Linked DNA regions of Mus musculus: all the other regions are linked to region 3. The links are chromatin contacts, called in public HiChIP or PLAC-seq and promoter capture Hi-C maps. All regions are on one chromosome and are shown on one strand. The core of a region is the stretch at or near the end of the contact, and the rest is flanking DNA. Distances in the headings are between cores, read along the strand shown.

What was found. HiChIP or PLAC-seq counts read pairs in DNA pulled down with a chosen protein or histone mark. Capture Hi-C pulls out chosen DNA fragments and counts their contacts.
Region 1: a promoter capture Hi-C map of adipose tissue shows a contact between it and region 3. The contact joins the promoter of Nvl here to the promoter of 9130409I23Rik in region 3. A contact is called at or near these places in 3 of 39 promoter capture datasets (macrophages, neural stem cells and stem cell-derived epiblast-like cells), 2 of 115 datasets of contacts at active chromatin or transcription factors (the SCID.adh cell line and embryonic stem cells) and 3 of 9 other capture datasets (adipose tissue, liver and pancreatic islet).
Region 2: a contact with region 3 is called in an H3K27ac HiChIP or PLAC-seq map of embryonic stem cells, with 7 read pairs. The contact joins the enhancer-like site here to the promoter of 9130409I23Rik in region 3. A contact is called at or near these places in 23 of 39 promoter capture datasets (the 3T3-L1 cell line, 3T3-L1-derived adipocytes, the C10 cell line and 15 more), 9 of 15 datasets of contacts at CTCF or cohesin (the G1E-ER4 cell line, the NIH/3T3 cell line, embryonic stem cells and 4 more), 238 of 484 Hi-C or Micro-C datasets (the 3T3-L1 cell line, 3T3-L1-derived adipocytes, the 63-12 cell line and 132 more), 29 of 115 datasets of contacts at active chromatin or transcription factors (CD4 T cells, CD4 single positive thymocytes, CD8 T cells and 19 more) and 6 of 9 other capture datasets (adipose tissue, embryonic stem cells, embryonic tail and 3 more).

Annotation. Positions count from the first base shown.
Region 1 is chr1:181,142,891-181,145,590 of GRCm38.p6, forward strand. It overlaps Nvl (nuclear VCP-like), which reads right to left and starts at 1,314. Exons shown (of 23, transcript NM_026171.2): 1 at 1,161-1,314. The coding sequence starts at 1,217.
Region 2 is chr1:180,980,127-180,982,826 of GRCm38.p6, forward strand. No RefSeq gene overlaps it. Among named protein-coding and RNA genes, the nearest start is that of Ephx1, 36 kb to the right of the region's middle. Within about 2 kb of position 1,360, at least 24 of the 459 cell types and tissues checked have an H3K27ac peak or open chromatin away from gene starts, as enhancers often do. A contact at or near this core is called in the AtT-20 cell line, embryonic stem cells, female germline stem cells and 4 more, where this site is marked.
Region 3 is chr1:181,049,889-181,052,588 of GRCm38.p6, forward strand. It overlaps 9130409I23Rik (RIKEN cDNA 9130409I23 gene), which reads left to right and starts at 1,349. Exons shown (of 3, transcript NM_001033819.2): 1 at 1,349-1,512. The coding sequence starts at 1,431. It overlaps Gm39716 (a long non-coding RNA gene), which reads right to left and starts at 2,455. Exons shown (of 2, transcript XR_003948798.1): 1 at 1,805-2,455. It also overlaps the pseudogene Gm17967.

The sequences.
Region 1 (2,700 bases), core at 64-2,563, 93 kb after region 3:
CATCAAAGCATATAAAATAAAATGCTAGTAAAATAAAAATACTCTATTTTTCTTTTAAAGGCAAAACCTGGGGCACTGAGCAGAGGTAGCTAGGAAACTGGCTATAGAAAAATTCAAGAGACTCTGTCTCAAAACAGTAACAAAAAGTAGGTGAGTACATTTTTTAGGTAAAGAATAACTTAACTCTAAGGCCTGTTGACTTTAAGGTGGCCCACACCTTTAATCCCAGAACTAGGAAGGCAGAGAGGAAGGAAGAGGCCAGCCTGGTCTACAGAAGGAGTCCCAGAACAGCCTGGGCTACACAGAGAAACCCTGACTCGGAAAAGAAAAACAAAATGAAACCAACAGTAAAACATACAAATTTGGGTCACAGGGTAGCTCATACTTAAAGGTGTTAGGCTGAATGAGATCTAGTAAAAAGTATGGAGGTGAGAAAGGAGTAAGAAGGAGCTGGAGAGATAGATGGCTTAGCCGTTAAGAGCAGTGACTGCTCTTTCAAGGTCCTGAGTTCAAATCCCAGCAACCACATGGTGGCTCACAACCGAAGACAGCTACAGTGTACTTACATCTAATAAATAAATAAATCTTTTGAAAGAAAGGAGTATGAAGAAAGAAGGGATACAAGAAGCCCAGAGAATTGAAAACTTAAGAGAACTTTCGAACCCCAAAATAAGCAAGGACGGCAGATCAAGGAAAAACAATCTAAGTTCTTGAAACTCCAATTTTTAAAAACCCCGAAATTCCACCAGTGAAAAATGGGAAACAAATACAAAAATGCCTTGCGGGGCGTGGTTGGTGCAGCCTTTAACCCAGCCTTGGAGCAGAGGAAGATGGGGCTCTAGTTCAAAGCTAGCCTGGTCCACAAACGAGGTCTAGGGTAGGCAGGGCTACACAGTACGACCGCCAAACAAAATCCAAACCTCTCCCTCCCTTTAATTCGTATCTCTGACTACGCCACTGAAGGCGTCCACCACACAGTGCTTCCAAGATACGAAAATAAGAAAAATAATGTCAAAGCCTCCAGGCTCCCAGGCCTGTTTCTCTACGGCAGCCGCAAGGGAACATCCAGACCATGCTGGAACCCGGCGGCGGCGGCCAGAGGCGCCAAGCCAGGCAGCCGCGCGCAAATGGAGATGCAGTGTCCGCAGACACACACGCACCTGAATGACCCGCTGCTTCAGTTTCCTGTCTACGAAAACCCCGGGTCTAGGCTTCATGATGCTGCTGCCCCGCACGGGCGCCTCTTGTTACCGGGAAAGACTGCCACAGCCGCGCTCGCCGCCGTACCGGAAACCCCGCCCACGCGTGGTCCCTAGCACCGGAAGTCCCCCCCGCAACTTTTCCTCAGCACGAAAGCTCCGCCTGTAGGGAGGACTACGCTGCTCACGGAGGTCGGGAGGACCTGGAAGCGCGCGAGTTTCCAGTCTGGTTCCTTGTCAAGATTACCCAGCCCTGCCTAAGAGGCTAGGCCCCCTTTGAAGGCGTTCAACTTTATTGGTTCCCAACTGAGCAAACAGACACGGACTCCATTCTTCGCGGCTGCGCAGACTCTCACAAGCAAGTAGTAAACTTGATGCCAAGCCTGGCATAGCAGGGGAAAAAAACCTTAAAAATATTCGAGAAGCGAAGGCAAGGAAGATTGCTGAAGAGTTCAAAGGCAGCACAGCCAAGTAGTAAGATGCTGTCTCAAAACAAAAAAAGTTTGGGTTTGTCACGTTCCAGTCTGGGAACCAGGACCGCAGCGTGTTCGCGGTTTCTGTTTGTTCTGTGTCGCACGCTGTACCCAAGGATAGTGTGGAACTCAGTCTGCAGCCTAAGACGTTTTCCCCTTAAAAACGTCTTTTCAGGAAAAAGCAAGATTCATGGTTTTGTAGAAAACAACTTCATGACAAACCAATATGAAGCAGAATTGGGATTTATTAAAAGATAATTTTAGCACTCTTGAGCACAGTGGCTAATAGGTGCTCAGGGGGAAAAAACAAAACAAAACAAAACAAGATAAAGCCCAAGGGTGAGTATGGGTTTCTTGGCCTTTTCAAGGGAGAATTTTGCATAGGAGTATTTTGCAACTGTTATGTGTAGGCGCCTCTCCGTTGTTATTGGTGTTTGTTTTTAAGGAAAATTATTCAGAGTAATTTACAAGGTTTAAGTGGTTGTTCAGGAAGTTTGATTTGTGGGGGTGCAGTAGCGCACACCTTAAGTCCCAGCGCACAGAAGGCAGAGGCAGATGGATCTCTGAGTTCAAGGCCAGCATATCGTCTACAGAGTTCTAGGAGATTTATTTGGGAGAAGTGCTGAGGATACAGAAAGGGCTGTCAGTTACTATTCGGTGATAAAACACATGGCCAAGGCAACTATAAAAGATTATTTGGCGCTCACGGTTCCAGAGGGATAGCCATCGTTATGGCGGTTCGGAGGTAGCGAGCAGCTAGGGCAGCAGCTGGGAGCATATTTCTCTAAGCACAAACAGAAAGTCTTGAGCTAACTTAAGCTGATAGGAGTCTTTTGAAACCTCAAAGCCTGTCCTCAGTGACATAATTTCTCCAGCAAGGCCACACTTGCTCCTCCGCAAATAGCCATCAACTGGAAACAAGTGTTCAAGTGCCCAGGACTGTGAGGGGCATCTAGTCAAACAACCACAGTAACCATTCCTGGCAGTTCTTAGTTTTCAGTTCTGGATATCAAACCCAAAAACCTCAT
Region 2 (2,700 bases), core at 110-2,609, 70 kb before region 3:
TCTATGCCTCGGTCCCTTCGCCCACCCGGTAGACGCTTGCTCACTAGCTCTTCAGGGCCCAAGGTGCACATTCGGGGTCATTTTCCCTCTAGACAAAGCAGATGCTTTCTCTGGCACAGGCCTCTGTACACATCGTTAGGGCTTGTTCATCTCACACCCGTTTCTTCAAAGCTATCCAGCTGTTGTGGGTGCTGAGCTGAGAGCAGTGACAGAACAGTGTTCCTGTCCTGTTTCACTCTCTCTTCCTGCCCACAGCTCTGAGATTGGTGCTTTCTATGTCACCAAACAGGGAAAGAAGGCACAGCCCTGGGACTGGGGGTCAGAGCAAAAGCCTGCGCCAGGCTTAGGAACAGGACTCAAACTCTGTGCGTGGTGCAGCTTCTAGAACCACAGAGAAGGGATGGCTCCCAGCCTTTCCCTCATCTCTCTCCAACTGGCCCTGCAATCCTAACCTACAAGTCTGTACAGGGCCTGGGGGAGAGGCTCTGCTCTTCTGCAATGAAGGTTGCTCACTGTCCTGGAGATTCCCTGACTGTAGGGGGAGCTGCTGAGTTTTGAATCCTCTGTGTCACTAACCTGAACCAGACACTTGTCCTGTAGGTATCTCCACCTCTCTGTTCTCCACACAGGGTGCCCCTGGTGACAGGTAGGGTGGCAGCCTCAAGTGTGGTCCTGAGTAGAGAGGTACGGAGGCACCCACATGGCAAGATAGTTTAAGTTACATGAGCTAGCTGGGAGACTGCCCCAGCCAAAGGCCTAAGCTTTAAACTGTAAGAGAAGTCTCATGTAATTCTTAATATCAGAGGCTGGGTTTGTGTAGGGGCCGTGGGAACTTGGGGAGCAAGCGCCCTGGCTGCAGGGCAGGTTCATGCAGTTCACTCAGCCTGAAGCTCAACACATAGCAGAACCTGTTTCCAGAAGGTGAGACTATGTCCCCTCAGCTCCTGTCACGGTCCCCAGTGCCTGCACTACAGCCAGCACAGACAGCCACTGTCATTTCAGACCCAGCTCTCAGGTCCTGGAAGCAACCAAGAACAGCTCTGCATGACATCATCAGGAGAGTAGCAAGTAGGAGCATCAGGAAAGATGGCCAACCTGCCCAGGGAACTAGAAAATCAGCCCCTACCTGGCTGCTGCAGGGAGAGACCGAAACACTGCTGTTGTTTTTCTTGGGGACACAAACCAGGCCTTTCCCCTTTCCTGGGCATAATTATCCCAGCATGCTCTGCTGTGCACCATGGCTCAGTGCTGGCACCTTGAGCCTTCTTGAAGCAGCAGGCCCATGGGGCTCTGTACACAATAGCATCCAGAGCCCTTGGGAGAGTCAGGACAGACTGAGCACGAGTCCCCACCCCTCTCCCTTTGTACACTGCACAGTCCCAATGACTCAGCTAATCTGCTGTGTGCACATGGCAGTCACACTCTGGACTTCAGACAGCAAACTGAACCGCAGTGACCCAGAGACCAGATACAGAGATCATTGCTGAAGCCCCATCTAAAGAAAGGGCATCCAGGGTGTGAGGATGGCCCATGCCAGCTTTGCCCAGTGGTCTCCTTTTGTGTGGAGCTTTGGTTATGTGTGGGAAAACTGCAACCTGAAACTTCAGAAATCATTTATCATTTAAAACTGTGTGCCATTCAGAATGTCACGATAGCATGTCCTGCCCTCCCCCGCCCCCCACATCATAAGCTACTCCTTAGTCCACTGCGTCAAACTGTATATACTAGGTGCCTGTTAGTCACCTAGCAGTGCTCAGCTGTGAGGCAATTATCACAGTACCTCAGAGCTGTGTCTAAGCCTGACTCCATTTAATAATAGACCCAAAGCTCAGGTCCAGCGCTGCCAGCAACACTGTACAGAAGAGAGTGCTAACACTCAACGGAATCATTAGTTGTTACTAATGTCTCCCTAAGTCTCATCATGAGTAGCTTCATCGTGAGTGTGCATACATGGTTCAACATAGTATATTCTAATACTCTCCTCAGTTTGAGGCTGCCATGGGGTGATGTTTCTTGGAAAGTACCATCTTCAATAAGCCCCAGTGAAGCTAGAGTGGAGGGCAAGGTAACAGATCTAGTGTGAAAACTCAATTTCTTCTCTATGTTCTAATTAAGATGAGAATATTAGTACTTCACTCAAGGACGGGCCCTTGAGACTCATGATCTCAGACTACAGAGCAGGTTTGACTATAGTGTGTTAGTTCAGCAACCTCCACTCCTTATTTTACAGCAGGTAGTAAGCGGTATTCTAGATTATCTTGGAAGAGGAGCCAGTGTTGACCTGCTGGAGGCTGGGTCTCAAAGGTGTGATAGTCAGCAATGCATGCAGATTCATGAAGAAGCTGTAATTTATGGAACTGAATATTCTTTAACAGCCCAGGAAACAACAGTCAAAACTGACAAGGGATCTTTATACACTGTGGACTGAAATGTGAACTAATGCAGCCACCATGGAAGTCAGTATGAAGAAAATTTCCTCAAAAAAAACTAAAATATGACTTAGCCAAATCATTGGATATAAGCATAGAGAAACATTAGTTTTTTTTGGCTGTCACAGAGACAGCCAAGGCTACACAGAGAAAGCCTGTCTAAACAAAGAGCAGGGGGGAGGAAGAAGAGGAAGAGAAGAAGAGGGAGAAGAAGATGAGGAGGAGGAAGAGGAGGAGGAGGAGCTATTAGTGGAAGGCACCAGAAGGGGAA
Region 3 (2,700 bases), core at 99-2,598:
CCTCTCGACAACAAAAAAAGTTTTATCTTTCAATTGAAATTTTAAAAGATCCTTTTGAAAATTTAAAACTAAATATCTTAGTGGGTAAATTACACCTATAATCTCCTTTCTCTTTATATATAATTTCAAGAATTAAGTGTATTTATTTTTAGATCTAAAGACTAAGCCTTTGTCCAAAGGGGTGGATTTTATTCTGACCACCTAGCCAAGAGGAGATTCGGAGCATCCTCTGTCCTCCTGACCAGGGAGCATTACTGTGTCCAGCTGTCTTTACTTGAGTCACCAAAAGGTACCAGAAACAAGACCAAACTAAGAAAAAGAACTGGGAAGCTACCAAAAAACAAAAAAAACTTTCCTCCTCATAGAGGGCCAGCTGGCTTCCTGGCATTCACTGTCAGTAACTGAGGGATGTTCCAGGGTAGGGGGCTTCCCGGCCAATGTACCAAATGTTGGGGTCCAGGAATTGCCCCACGAAACACACGAACACCCATCTCAGTCCAACAGGGATGGTTTATTGAATGCATATTCTAAGACTGATCCATCAGGGCTGTAGTTCAGAATTCGGGGGGGGGGGGGAAGGGGGAGGCGCTGAAGCTACGACCTTGAACATTATTTTTTATATCAGTTTATAAAGGATAAAACCACACCAAAAACAAAAAAACAAAAACAAAACAAACCAAAACAAAACTACAACAAAACCACAATGAGTTCATACGCAGGTGCTGGGAATGCTGCTGGGTAGTCAGTCCTGACTCAAGCCAATGCAGACATAACAGTTCATATTGACCTCTAATACAAAGGGTGCTACGTAAAACTTTGTGATTTTTTTTTTCTTTTAAGATTAACAAACCTTGACTGGCAGTGGTGGTGCACGCCTTTAATCCCAGCACTTGGGAGGCAGAGGCAGACGTATTTCTGAGTTTGAGGCCAGCTTGGTCTACAGAGTGAGTTCCAGGACACAGAGAAACCCTGTCTCGAAAAACAAAAACAAAAACAAAAAAGAAAAAGAAAAATATCAACAAACTCATACAGACTGTAACAGGGGACTCACAGCACAACCCGGCTCTGAGTCAAGTTATTTTTCTGTGCCAATAACTGACAGGCATTTTACAAGTACACTATGAAAAAGTTGGCAGGCATGGAACAAAATGGCTGCAGCCGTGCTAGGGCAGAGGCCTGGCCTTTACGTGCAGGGTCAGTGATACCCATAGACTGCAGGAGGGTACATCCAAACCTCAGACCCTGGAGGCACAGCCTGCAGAGTCAGCTGACCAGGCCGGGCTGGTGACTGGGTGGTGTTTAGCACCTCCTCAAAGGTATTACTCAGCCTGTGAAGGGGATAAGAGATGCAGGCCACAGCTGCTATTGATCCTGTCACCCTCTCGGAGTTGCACCTGGAGCAGATCCTAGGGCAGGTGTGCACACCAGCCATGAGGAAACTCGCATCACTGGAAGATGCTGAGTGGGTGTACAATGATCGGCTGCATAATGATCGACGTCGGGAGATATTGGGTGAGATTGCCTGTGTGTGTGTGTGTGGGGGGGGGGGGAAGACCTTTCATCCCAGTACCCAGGATGCAGAGCCTTGTGGTTCGTTTTGAGTTCTAGTCCCATTTCGTTTACCCAGGAGAGCTTGAGTGTGAGAGAGAGAACCCTTGATTTGAGCATATTGCAAATCACTTATGCATAGTTGATAGGAAACGACATACGACAATCTTATCTATGCTATATACATATTGCATAAAAATAAAAATAATTATTGATAATAATTAATAGTGTGATATCCACCTACATGAAAACTCACCCTCAAACAATGGAATTCGGTGTTCTCACCGGTAGCCGGGGAAAGTCAAAGAAACGGGAAGTTGTCATCGATTCTTGTTACAAGAGGGGGACTTTCCCCACAAATCTAGCCATCCCATTTGAAAAGCAGAAAGGACTTTATATTTCTCCATGAAAATTCGACCATATTCGAGGAGGAATGAGTGCTGCTCAGGATTTCCTTTCTGGGAACAGAGATGGATGGCCATCGGGAAGAAAACCAGGGCCGTTGCTTGAGTTACGTCGACATGATAGTGTATTTCTGAAACTTTGGTCACTTTCTAAGAAGTCCACGTCACAAAATTGACAGAAATGCCTGATCGACCAAACATGCTCAAAAAAAAAAAAATCTCAAAATAAACTAAAATTTTATGTAAAGCAAGGATGCCAGAAAAGGGACAAAACTGGTTCTCAGCAATGGGAGCTGCAGAAACTACTGAGAGTGAGGTGCTGGGCAGAGAATTCACGGAGGTGGGGCTGGGGATGTACTGGATGGTTGAATGCTGGAGCAGCCCACGTGAGGCCGCAGCCAGCATCCTGCTGAATAAGGAAAGAACCCAGAGCACTTGCTCTGCATCCGGGAAGAAGTCCGGGGGTGCTACTTACTGTTCTCTCTCTCTCTCTCTCTCTCTCTCTCTCTCTCTCTCATTACCTCCCCCTCCCCCTCCTTCCCTTCCCCCTCTCTCTAGCTCTGGCTTTCTTACCCCATTCTCTCTCCTGTTCTCTCACTTTTCCCCCCTTTTCTGTCCCCCACCCCAACAAGCAGTCGCTGTTTATTAACTGACCAGCTTACAGAAATACCCAGGGGACCCTTCCTCCATCCTTCACATAAGCCTGTCTGTCTGGTCTACAGCATCTGCATCTTCTAGTGAATGTGTG